2 separate regions of the Mus musculus genome follow, and region 1 is linked to region 2. The links are chromatin contacts, called in public HiChIP or PLAC-seq maps. All regions are on one chromosome and are shown on one strand. The core of a region is the stretch at or near the end of the contact, and the rest is flanking DNA. Distances in the headings are between cores, read along the strand shown. Region 1 overlaps Taf8 (TATA-box binding protein associated factor 8). Region 2 holds the start of Prph2 (peripherin 2).

Evidence for each region. HiChIP or PLAC-seq counts read pairs in DNA pulled down with a chosen protein or histone mark.
Region 1: a contact with region 2 is called in an H3K27ac HiChIP or PLAC-seq map of epiblast stem cells, with 7 times the contacts expected there. The contact joins the enhancer-like site here to the promoter of Prph2 in region 2. A contact is called at or near these places in 4 of 484 Hi-C or Micro-C datasets (the G1E-ER4 cell line, the HL-1 cell line, cerebral cortex and 1 more), 2 of 115 datasets of contacts at active chromatin or transcription factors (epiblast stem cells and pancreatic cancer cells) and 1 of 9 other capture datasets (liver).

The regions. Positions count from the first base shown.
Region 1 is chr17:47,483,254-47,489,505 of GRCm38.p6, reverse strand. It overlaps Taf8 (TATA-box binding protein associated factor 8), which reads left to right. Exons shown (of 9, transcript NM_022015.4): 9 at 1-1,456. Among named protein-coding and RNA genes, the nearest start is that of Taf8, 16 kb to the left of the region's middle. Within about 2 kb of position 4,920, at least 124 of the 459 cell types and tissues checked have an H3K27ac peak or open chromatin away from gene starts, as enhancers often do. A contact at or near this core is called in the G1E-ER4 cell line, epiblast stem cells and pancreatic cancer cells, where this site is marked.
Region 2 is chr17:46,908,001-46,914,792 of GRCm38.p6, reverse strand. Prph2 (peripherin 2) reads right to left here and starts at 4,315. Exons shown (of 3, transcript NM_008938.2): 1 at 3,516-4,315. The coding sequence starts at 4,096.

The DNA of each region.
Region 1 (6,252 bases), core at 3,671-6,170, 570 kb before region 2:
AAATGCAGAGAGGTCTCACTTCTCACCTGGACCCCAAGGTTCCTGCTGAGTGGATTGAAAATGACTATGTATCTCATTGTGTTGGAAACAGGCCCACAGCCCACCTTGGATCTAGGGCTGCCAGGAGCTAGGAACAAAGGTGTCAGGATCAATCAATGACAGTGGCCATGGGGTAGCCTTGATCTCTGACCAGCATTTGATTAAAGCTGACCACAGTGGAGTCAAACCAATCCTGTGGCTTCAAAAGGAGCCATGGACTTAAAGCACCGTGAAGAGTACTTAGCAGGTAGGAGAGGACTAAGCCTAGCTGTGAAATGCAGCTCTGGTAGAAAGCTACGTGCCCACCTGCTGGACGGAGGGGGTGAGAAGACCCTGCTGAGACCCTCCACCCCACCCCACACTTCCCCCTAATCATGAATCTTCGTGCCTCTAAGGAAGGATGACAGGGACACATGGAAATTGACACAACGTGGATAAGTTGTCCTTGGGTTGGAATGCCTCCTCCATCCTGACGGCTGCTGCTGCTTCTGCTACTGCAGTCTTGCTCATTTTCTCTCCCCACCCCTCCTGTTTCAGAGATAGGCTCTCTCTGTAGTCCAGGCTATCCCAGAATTCAGTGTGTATCCCAGGCTCAGTGCCTTCCTGCCACCTGCTGCAGGTATAGGTGCAGGCCACCATGCTTGGCTTCCAGGCAGCTGGTAGAGGCTCCACCTTCCCCGCTGATTCTCTGGAGGGAAAGAGCTCTGTGTCTGGAATTGGAGGACAAGAAATGTCGAGAAAGTGAGCTTCCTCAGCTCCGGACCAAACAGGACTATTTCCGTCGTGACTCAGAACTTCCAGGACCTGTGTGGCTCCCGAGAGCTTGTGGTAGACTTGGCTACTCTGGGCGAGTCAGCTGAAATCCAGTCAAGGTCAGACAGGAGCGATCACACCTTGCTGTTCCCGATGTGACTAGCGAGCACATCTGTAATTCCAGCACCATTGTCACTGGCGTTGGGAACAGTGTGCAAGGTGGGGGTGGGAGGGGCTCTTGCCTGTGACCTCAGAACTGCGGTGCAGTCTCTCTCTAGGAAGAGAGATTTTGTGTTAAAGCATATAATTCTCAATGTGTATTTATATATTTCTATTTTTTATAATGGGGGAGACTTATTGGAAGGAGAAATGAAGTGTGATTTATGGGAGGCCTGTAATAAAAATTCATAATAAAAACTTTGTAAATGACTCAGACATAGGGCCTCTCAAATGGTAGGCAATGAAGCACTGTACCCAGCTTTTCCTGTGACTTGCTTTAAACACGTTTTCTGCATGCTGAGTGGTGGTAGCACATACCTGCAATCCCAGTATTTGGGATACTGAGTTCAAGACCAGCCTGGATTATATAGTAAGTAAGCCCCAGCCTCAAACCCAGAACAAGTTGTTAGTGTTCATTTGTTTGTTTTTAAGAATTTTAAATTTTTATGTGTATGATTATTTTATCTGCATGCATGTATGTGTGTGTGTGGTTCTCTCAGAGGTCAGAAGAGAAGGTTAGATATGGTGGAGTCTGAGGTTGTGAGCTGCCTTGTGAGTGCTAAGCCATCTCTCCAGCCCCAAGTTGTTAGGTTGTTTTGTTTCATTTCTTTAAATGGCCAGGGTAGAACTTGTTCTGTAACTCAGGCTGCTGGAAGTCCTCCTGCCTCGGACTTCCTAGGCAGCTGTGATCCCAGTCCTCAGGCCCAGCTCCAAGTCTAACATTGTCAGTCCTAGCTCATCTGTGTCCCTCCACCCACTGACTCACTGTGTATTCCTTACTGGATGATCTGCCTCTGCATCCCAAATGCTGGGATCAAAGGGAAGGCTCCTCGGAGGGAGGCCGAAAGAGGGCACTGGATCCCTTGGAGCTGGAGTTAGAACAAGTCTGCCACCTGTGGATGCTGAGAATCCAGCTGCTCCACCAACCCCTTCCTTTGCAGGAGTGTGTGGGGGTGTGGGGGTGAACTCGGGGCCCTGGGGATGCCAAATAAGCCTCCTTCCACTGAGGACCCATCTCAGAGGCCACAGTTCTGTTTTACACATCGCAGATTACGAACACTCACATAGCATTAAAAGCAAATGTTATGGCTCTGCAGCTGAGGACGGGGTGGGGGTGGGGGGTGTCTTAGGCCTTCTGCCCCAAGCTCTGCTGTCTCCCTTAGATGCTTAGATGCCTTCCGGTGGTCGGAGGTTCTGTCCCTCTAATCACTCCATCATACGTTCATGTACTGACTGGCCCACGAGTGGAAGAGATTGGACATGGCCCCAGGGTAGGGTGGTTTAAGTCAGAAGTACATGCTTAGCTCCAGCGGGCCATTCTGGGGTATAGACCTTGTCTCAAACATCCCATCCCTCCACATACACTGTGCACACACATACTCCACATAAAAGCATCCTACGTGGCATCCTTCCACCCCACCCCTGGAAACGAAACATCTGCTTTCCATGAAAGGTGTAGCTTAGCACAGTGACGATCATGTTGCAGGGCCCCCGCTGCATGTTAGTTCCTCCATCCCCTGGGGTTCTGGTCATTGTCGCAGGATGGGAGGTAGAAGCCACCATCTCCTGGGTGCATGTTCCAGGGAACAGGCAGCGAAGAGGCCTAGGCAAATGGAACTTTGAGTTTCCTTATAAGAGCAAGACCTAGAAGCTGTTTTGCACACCCCGCACCCCAGCCACCAAGCACGGGGTGGCTTTCTTGCAAAGGAAGTGACGGTGTGTGGCTTTAGCTAAATGGCTCTGGGCCTAGGTAAAAAATGAGGGGCTTTTCACTGCAGAAAGAACAGACTAAGGCTTGCGGGCAGTTTAAAACCTGTCACTAAGGCGGGCTCAGGGGAATCTTGTTGAGCAGTGCCAAGCGCCTAGTGACATGGCCACTTTTGCAGCCAGTCCTAGACACCGGTGCACTGCCAGGTGCTCTTCAGGCCCTGGGTCAGGCCAGCCTCTCCTGGTGTGCGACCAGTAGGTTATCGCTTCCTCTTTGACCTTGTTCCTTTGCCTTCTGTTGTAGATGTCCTCGGCCAACATCTTGGTCTTTCTTTGATGTTTTTTCCCCATGTGCCTACCCAACCAGAAGGGTCTTGGAAGTGCCATCTCTCATGCCAGGGACATGGTTCCTCTGGTCCTCCACCTCCAGACGTTTCTGCCCAGCTGGTCTCAGCATCCAACTATTTGTACCCAGTTGTCTGGTTTTTGTCCTCTGCGTAGACCATGCTAGGTCTTGTTCATTTGTGTTTAGACAGCACACTCTTCCTCCCTGCCAGTCTGATGCTGCCCCACCCAAATGCGCAGGCTCCCTGCTCTTCCCCAGCCACATCCCCTGCCAGGGTAGACCATTCTCAGCCCTGCAGTAAGACTGGAGATCCTCCCAGAGACTGGCCACCCCTAGTCCAAATGTCTCCAGTGCAAACCTGGCCAATGAGGTCCCCTGACAGGTCTTTGTCTTGCAGGTCACTCATCCTCCTGTGCGCTATTTAGCAGATAGAGGTCCAGAGCCTCTTGTGTATGCTGAACGCTTGGCACGGTGCCAACTCTAATGATACTCTGCTGAACAAGACATACATAGTTCCTACCTCCAGGGAATTCACTCTAGTGGGAAACTACACAAAATGAAACTAAAAGTGTTGTAGGCTGTAGAGGGTGCCAGAAGGGGCTTCTACCCTGCAGGGAGAAAGTCTTCACTTGGCTCCTGGTTGTCCTGTGCCTCTCCTTCCAGCCCTTCAGCCTGTCCCCCATTCCACCCTTCCCTTCTGCAGTCACTCAAACAGCAGTTGAGCTTTTTCTAAGGGAGACCATTTGGATACAGACACTGACAAATACCAGGGTAGACCTAGGTCCCTGCTTCCCCAGCTCTTACAGTGTGTGTGTGTGTGTGTGTGTGTGTGTGTGTGTGTGTGTCAGCCCACAGTGTGTCTGTGTGTGTGTGTGTCTGTGTGTGTGTGTGTGTGTGTGTGTGTGTGTGTGTGTGTGTATGTGTGTGTGTGTGTATGTAGGGGATGGAGGGGCAGTGGACAGCCCACAACACACGTGGTATGTCAGTCCCGTGGTGCCATCAGAGACCTGGAGGAAAAGAATTGAAGGATGGGACAAGGAAACTAAGAGCCATAAGGGGTAGGTAGTGTGCAAAGCTTGGGCTACTAACCTGGGGAGCAGGCAGTGGCCAAAGCCTTCACAGAAGCCAAGCAGGCACTGGGGCTTGGGAGGAGAGGCTGGGGGAGGGGCCAGCCAGAGAACCGAATGGCCTGTCCTCCACCCACCCTGCTTCTTTCAGGATCTCTGACAGGGGATTTGAGACCTGTTGATATAGGCCATATGAGCAGCCACTTTGTGGGGGCAGAGTTTGGTGCCGTTCTGGCAGGGCAGATAAAGGCAGCACTTGTCACAAAATAGGGCAGGAGGAATTATTGTGGGAGCTGCCCTTTAAAAAAAAAAAATGGCCTAAGAAGAACGTTGTAGTTGAGTAGAGCACAAAGTGCAGCCATCTTTGTGGAAAGAGAACAGCAAACAAGCATACTCTCTGTCAGAGGCAGGAGCGTGTGTGCCCCCAGACTGTAGGCAGACTTGCACGGGAGGGTCAAGTGGGCTCAGTTCAGCAAGGGCTTGGGGTGCTGTTCAGAGGGAGATGTGGAGGCAGAGGACCATAGGCAGGGCTGGGAACAAGGTCAGTCAACTCCTCACAGAGGGTGGCATTTCCCAGTTAGGATTTATGGTGGGGTGAAGGGGTGGAGCAGCTAGAGCTAGCCATTCAGGAACTGGGGGGGACGGACTGGCCCTAGCCCCAGAGAGCCAAAGTGTACCCTACCTAAGAAGAGGCAGGAAACAGAAACCTACTGATAGCCTGGAGGACACCCTCCTGTGGAGGCCTGTGTTACCAGGGAGATGGGTAAACAAGAGGGAACCTGTTCTGCCTCCTCTGACCAAGAGAAAGAAGGGGGCTGGTCTGAGGCCTCTGCTGAGATCTCAGTGGGTGGGGTTGGCCCAGTGAGCCTTTGAAAGAGGAGGGTAAGCAGAGGGAGGATGGGAGGGGAGGCAGAGGGAGGAGGGGAGGGGAAGGTAGGCAGAGGGAGGAGAGGAGGGTAAGCAGAGGGAGGAGGGGAGGGGAGGCAGAGGGAGGAGGGGAGGGGAGGCAGAGGGAGGAGGGGAGGGTAAGCAGAGAGAGGAAGGGAGGGCAATAGAGTGCAGCTTGGAGCTGGCCTGAGAGGCATGAGATCCAGGCCTCCTTGGGCCTGGGGCTCTTGTCCCATCTCTGTGGAGCCAGTGTAGAGTCAGTTGTAAGGAGGCCTTGCCCTTGTAAAACCTGATTATACCAGGCTGGGGGTGGGTTGGGGCATTTCTGTCACTTCCACATCAGTAAATCAGGACGATCCCAGGAAAGGGCAGCTGGAGTGGATGAGGCTTCCCATGTGGTGCTAGGAAGAACCACACCCCTTTATCCTGAGGGTCCCAGGCTCTCCAAATGCCCCAGGGCCCAGTGCCCTGCTGGGCACACTCTCTACCACTGCGTGACATGTGACATCCCCAGCCCAGAGGCATGCCCAGGGCAGAGCAGGGAGGCTCTTCCCAGTGTCTTTGTAGGAACAAGAAGAGCCTGAGCCTTGTCGTTTATTGCCACCTCTGAGTTTTCCTGGTGACAGGTTTATCATTCTTCTGTTTCGCTCAGGGTCACCCAGAAGCGAGTGCTTAAGTCTCTGACCATCAGCGTGCACAGCCCCAGCTGCCAGTCTGGGGAGAGGAACCAAGCCTACAGGTACAGATTTGTCATGGATGCTTCCAGCCCTGGAAACAAGCGCAAGGAATTTCCCCTCCTGGTGTTTATGGTTTAGGTCCTCTCCATTTGCTTACATCATTGTTCCGTCTTTGTTAGAAGCTATTTTATTGACTCGTGAACAGATGATGTATGAATTCAGCACAGAACTTGGAAGACAGAAGAAGATATAACACGTACCTCCCTCTCCCACCCCAGGCTCTCTGGCCTTTCCCCGAAGCTCCTGATGAGTCAGTATGGTTTTATGTACCAAACACACATGTAAATATACCCTTTTATAGCGGGATAGATACCGTATAAACAGTATTTTCTCCTAGTGGTTAGTGTGTCCTCTGTGCGAATAATAAAGAATTTCTTTTTTTTTTTAAGATTTATTTATTATTATATCTAAGTACACTGTAGCTGTCTTCAGACACACCAGAAGAGGGCGTCCGATCTCTTTAAAGATGGTTGTGAGCCACCATGTGGATTTGAAC
Region 2 (6,792 bases), core at 3,066-5,565:
ACATACACACATATATGCATACATACATACATACACACATACATACATACATACATACACACATATATATGCATACATACATACACACATACATATATGCATACATACATACATGCATACATACATGTTATTTTAAATTTCTTTTTAAAAGCTTTTTGTGGCTAGTCACATGCCCTCTGGCCTCATCCCTGCCATCAGAATCATACCCTAATGTTGCTGAAAATCCAGAAAATAAAGTAGTCTATTTCTCAGGGATGGGGGCTCAAAATACAAATAAATAAACTTTACAAACTTCCAAATTTCCTCTTCCTTTTTTAATTGTTTTTGTTCGTTAGTTTGTTTGTATGTTTGTTTTTGTTTTTGTTTTTCAAGACAGGGTTTCTCTGTCCTGGAACTTGTTCTATAGACCCAATTGACCTTGAACTCAGAGACCTGCTTGCTTCTTTTCCTATTTTCACACCTCTTACTGTGGTCAATCATATGTTCAGAGAGTACAATAGCAAAATCCCTCCAGGACAGTGGGATTAAGATAATTTCGTCCCAGCAAGTTGGTATGGTACACAGAGGTACATTTTAAAAGTCTTTTTTAAAGACATACTATTTATTGTGGCGGGGCCCAAGCATGTCACAGCGCTTGTGAGGTCAGGGCACACTAGCTAGAGTGAGCTCTCTTACTGTGTGCCATCGAAGTCACACTGGTAGACTCAGCAGCAAGAATCTTCACCCACTGAGCTACCTTGCCAGTCCCACCGAAGTAGTTCTGACTGAGTTAAATGTCCACTTGGAAATTTGGGTCCCCTGGTCATTGGGAGTAGAAATGACCCATCATTTCTCTACTCTCAAAGCAAAAAGGAATTTGGAATTACAAAGAAACTTTTATATTGTTCTTCAAAGACTGGCTCTAAGGAAAGGCAAGATGCTGACAGAGAGGACTGGGGGAGGGGCAGCTGAAAGGTCAGCTCCTGCCTCCTGCGTGAAAGAAAGAAGAGAAGGAAGAAGGGGAAGGGAGAGGGGGAGAGGGCGGGAGGAAGGAGGGAGAGGGAGGAAGAAAGAGAGGGAAGGGAGAAGGAGGGATGGAGAGTGGGGAGGGGAGGGGGAGGGTAGGGGAAAGGAGGGGAGGGGAGGGGAGGGGAGGGGAGGGGAGGGGAGGGGAGGGGAGGGGAGGGGAGGGGAGGGGAGGGGGAGGGAGGAAAGCAGGTAGGCAGGAGGGCAGCTGTTGAGAAGGTGGATCAGTGGTAAAGCAGTTGCTTAGCGTGCCCCAGGCCCTGGGTTATGTAGGTCCCTATCAATGAGTGGGGAAAGGAAAGAGTCCCTAGGGGAGGACTCACTACTGCTCTGCCGAGTGAGCATGGTATTAAACCAACTCCTAAGGACTTATTACCCCACATGGGAGCGTTCTCAACCTCCAGCAGAAAGGCTCTGACAGTAGACAGTGAGCGCCAGAGGCTCGAGACTGGCCAAGGGCAGAAACCAGAGACTGCAGAATGCTCTGCCCTCAGTGGAACATCTCTATCACACCCTGTCCTCCCAAGGCTCAGGGATCGCCCTGGGGGAAGGAGACAGAGCACACGAGACCCAGTGGACGGCTACAGGAAGCCAGTGCTTTCTAGACACCGAAGGGCAAGGGCATCTATAAACTGTTCACAGCTTTTGACTGCATGCATGAGACCTGTGAGAAACCAAGCCTGAAGAGGTGGATGTGGACAGGAACTCCTCTCACTGAGGAGTGACTGACAACTAATGGCTGCCAGCCAGGACTGGGGGGCAGTTTTCCTCAGGGGTGTGGGCTCTGATAGACTATTCATGCTCTGGTAGATGGCCAGACATTCGTGCACATACCTAGAGCAGTAACTAGACTCCATTTATTTGAGAGAGAGAGAACTTAAACCTGGGAGGGAGGGAGGGAGGGAGGGAGGGAGGGAGGGAGGGAGGGAGGGAGGGAGGGTAAGGTGGGGGTTAGAAGGGCATAGGGTGGAAGGGATTAAAATACATCAGACACCTGTGAAACTCGGTCAATTTGAAAAGGAGAAAAAAGAAGCGACTCCATCCGGAGTCCACAGTTAGAAAAAAGAAAAGAGAAAAGTGGCAGAGATGGGTGAGAGCCTCTTCCACCTGGTTTTAGTGTTGTCCTCTCTTGTGTCCAAGGGGCTACTTATTTCCTGGCTTCACTTCCTCCCAGCTGACTCATGCAAATCCCGCCCTCCTGCCCTGTCTGTCATCGGAAGGGCAGAACTGGTCACAATCCTCTCCTTGCCTGGGGATTTGTGGCTGTAATCTCCTTCCACAGAGAAAATGACAGCCAAGCCGTGACCTTCACTGGGCCTCCCTCCACCCGAGGAGCAAAGCCTGGTCTAAGTTAGATGCCAGCTGCCCAGGAGCCTCTGGGGTGTCAGCCAGGGCATGTCACAGAGCACGCCCCTCCCTGGAGAGCATCCTCTGGGAAGAGTAGCCTGAGCTGACGTGGAGGCTCATTCTCCCTGAGCCCTCCCCACCACAGAGCTTCATCTTCACACGTACCAAGCGTACCTTGGGAAACCTTAGCTGTGCTGTGCCAGCAAACAAAACAGCTCTGTGGATAGCGGGGCTTGCCATGCTGCGAATGCCCGCCTGAGAGGAAGTGCTGGGACCACCACGCCAAGATAAAACGGACTCCCTGCAGCCATCCCCTGCCCTCTGCGCACACTGTATACACGCACACAGATAACAACACACCAGGCATGGTGGCACATGCCTTTAATCCCAGCACTTGAAAGGCAGAAATAGAAGGATCCCTCTGAATTCAAGATTAGTGTAGTCTACATAAGGAGTTCCAGGCAGCCAAACTACATACAACCCTAAAAAAATAAATAAAAAAAAAATTTTTTTAAAAAAAGGAAGAAAGAGAAAGACCAGAACAAGCAGGCATTTAACTAACACCTGCTATATACCAGGCATAGACAGACCAGGCAAAGTACTCCAGGATCACACATTCCAGTATCTTTCCTTGAAAGATGGGTAGGGGACGCAACACCAGAAAGAAGCACAACCCAGAGCTGCTTGCCTGCTTCCCACCCTGCATAACAGGAAGATAAGTCACCATATCCAAGCACAGACTCCCATAGGCACCTTTGGCCTTGTCAAAAGCTTAGGAAACTAAGGTGCAAACCAGGAAATGTCAGTTCTATGACAGGCGCAACCTCAGGTAGAACAAGATAAGTACGGGGGTGGGGGGGAATAGCGTGAGCTCTGAAGACCCCATTCTTACTGTAGGAAGGGGCCTGTGTTCTGGCTCTCCTGGTAATTCCCATCTATCTTAGCTTATCACTCCACACCTTTGCCCCGCCTCTGCCCGATGTGAAGCTGAACCAAATGAGGTTGCCACCATTGAGGACCAGACGAACCAGGCTGCTGGCAATGTCACAATGGTCCAGTATAGTGCCCCTCACCCAGACATCCGTTCTATACTCAGTAGAGGGAAAGGGGGACTGGGCAGGCTGGGGAAATCGAAGACCTGGGTCGGAGCGGTGGCTACTCACTCTTTGACCTCCTTGGAGGAGAAGTCCAGGTAGCGATTGCTGATCCACTGAATCTCGAACCAGTCCCGGAAGCCGTTGTTCCCACAGCACTTGAACTCAATCTGGAGCATGTCGATGGTCTTTTTCATGAAGCACCGGCCGGGGGTGTCCGTATCCCGATAATACTTCATCCCATTCTTGAGTCCGTAAGCCAGGGTGCTCTCCAGGGAGCCCCGCAACAGAAAGCAGCAGAGAGCCACCAGGAAGAGGATGACGTTAAAGAAGATGCAGACAGCCAGGTACGGCTTCAGCCAGGGCTTCCACTTGGCGTACTTGGCCGGGTCCAGGGCATCATAGCAGATCTTCCCAGCCAGAGAGTTGAAGACACAGGACAGGACCCCCACCCCTATCAGGGAGTTGGGCACAAAGTGGCTCTCAGAATTATTCATCACTTCGCTCCTCTTGCGAAGTTCAATCTTCAAGAACAGCCCCAAGCTGAAGAGGACGATGCCGGCCAACACGGACAGCCAGTTCATAAGCCAGAGCCCCTGGGCCAACTTGACCCGCTTCTTCTGGTCAAACTTGACTTTGAGCAGCGCCATGCTTACCGAGTGCGTTCAGCAGCCTCCCACGGTTCAGCTTCCACTCCTAATCCGAGTGAGCTCCGGGGCTGGACCGCTAGGGTCTAGGGAAGAGCACCATGGGCCCAAGCTGCAGGGAGTTGCCCATTTTGGGGCCTCCCTAGCTTGGGATCCCCGTTAACTCAGTAACGGTAGCCGGAGCTAATCTAGGCCGCCGTATCTGCAGAGTCCTTCCCAGCCAAGGAGGGACAGTCCGAACACTGCAGATTAAAAAGTGGGATCCACAACGCAGTCACTAATCTCTTTAGCCAGGGTCATCCCATTAGACAAAGCTATGCCAATACAAAACATGGCCAGGAGGAGTCTCCGTGTATATACATGCTGGACCCAGCTCAGCTCAAGAATCCAGAGCCAAAAGGACAGAGGCTGGCTAAAAGAATAGGCTGGGCAGTTCCTGCACGCCTCAGTGAGGTTCTTTTGGGTCTGTGAGTCTGAGGCCAAGAGAGGGGATTGGAGAGATGGCTCCGTGGTTAAGAGCACTGACTGCTCTTACAGAGAGTTCAGACTTGGTTCCCAGCACCCACACAAAAGCTCACCCCCATCTGTAACTCAGTTCTAGGGGATCTGATACCCAATACTGGCTCCCATGAGCCCAGACACATAAATGATTCACAGACCTACACGCAGGCAAAACCAGCATTCACATGTGTTAAGATTACAAACAAAGACAGCAGTGGCCCACACTGTCAATCCTATCACTAGGGAAGCAGAGTTAGGCATATCTGAGTTCCAGGCCAGCCTGGTCTACAAAGGAGTTCCAGGCCAGCCAGGGCTACACAGAGAAACCTTGTCTCAAACTAAAGATCACAAACAAATAATTCCAGATTCCAGCCCTATCTTGGTGGTTGGGTGTTTTGTGAGTTTGTTTTTATTTTAGACAGGGTCTCGTTTTGTAGCCCAGGGCTGGCCTGAAACTCACCTTGTAGAACAGATTGCTTCAAATGCACAGAGATCCAACTGCCTCTGCCTCTTGAGTGCAGGGACTAAAGGAGTACAGTAGCACACATGGCTACTTGTAGCAAGTTCAAGGTCAGTGGGAGCTGCTTGAGAGCCTATCTCAAACAAACAAGCAAACAAAGAATCAACCAAAGGAGCAATACATCTGCCACTGTGGTCACAGCAAGGGGCATGGGAAGCCTTAGGGAGTGAGTCTGCTATGTTTTGTTGCTGTTTGGGGTGGGTTTTTCTGTCGTGTTTTTCCTTGTTAAGACAAGTTCCCTAGAGCCCTCATATTACTATACCAGGCTGGCCTCCTCGAAATTGAAGAAATCTTCCAATCTCAGCATCACCACGCCAGTTAATTGTCATTTCTAATTAGTAGATATTTTTCTAAGATTTATTTATTATATATAAGTACACTGTACTTGTCTTCAGACACACCAGAAGAGGGCATCAGATCTCATTACAGATGGTTGTGAGCCACCATGTGGTTGCTGGGAATTGAACTCAGGACCTCTGGAAGAGCAGTCAGTGCTCTTAACCACTGAGCCATCTCTCCAGCCCCCAGTAGATATTGGCTTACAAAATTGTGAACAGAAAATACAGAGTTACCATCCCCAGACGTCCCAACCAGGACTAGCTTGAATGACTCTGTTATATTTTTATATTGTTTTGTTTGAGACAGGATTTTGCCTTGTGGCCAAGGCTAGCCTTGAATTATCCCCCCTTTCTGACTCAACGGCTGAAGTATACTTTTTTTGTTTTGTTTTGTTTTGTTTTGAGACAGGGTTTCTCTGTGTAGCCCTGGCTGTCCTGGAACTCACTTTGTAGACCAGGCTGGCCTGCCTCTACCTCCCGAGTGCTGGGATTAAAGGCATGCACCACCACGACCGGCTACATTTTTTTAAAAAGATTTTCTTTTTAATTATGTATGTAAGTGGAGGTGGGAGATGTGCACGTGGGTGCAGGAGCCCACAGAAACCAGAAGAGGGCGACTGAATCTCTGCAGCTGAAGTTACAGGCAGTTGTGAGGCTATCTAGTTGTAGGGGCTGGGACCAAACACCAGTCCCTGTAAGAGCAACAAGGGACACCTCTCCTGCCCCAATTTCTCTCTCTCTCTCTCTCTCTCTCTCTCTCTCTCTCTCTCTGTCCCCCCACCCCCCTGGCTTTTTGAGACAGGGTCTCTCTAGGTAGTCCTGGGTTGTCCTGGAACTTACTATGTAGCTCAGGCAGCTCTCAAGCTCACAGAGATCCGCACCCCACCCCACCCCTGCCTCCCAAGTACTGGGATTAGAGGTGTGTGCCACCATGCCTTCCAGTCTTCACCATTCTCACGTGTGTACGAAGGTAGCACGTTGGTATTTTTAATTGGCAATCGCCTCACTTTTATACTGAGGATCCTGTGCATACATATGTGTTCGGTTGGGTGCGTGTGCCAGAACTTCTGTATAGAGGGGAGGGGCAGAGCGTTGCTGTCTTTCTCTCTGCTAGGCTCCTCCTGGCTAGGCTGGCTGCCCAGGGAGCCCAGATCATGCCCGGCTCCTAGAGCAGGGGTTCCGGGAATGAGCCACCATGCCAGCGTTCTTCATGGCTGCAAGGGACCAGACCCTAGGTCCTCACGCTTTCTTTACCCATGGGTCTATTCCCCATCCCCGGGCACCTTTCCCTTGCTTATTTATCACCTGTACCTTCTTCTATGAAGTGTCTGTTTGAAATT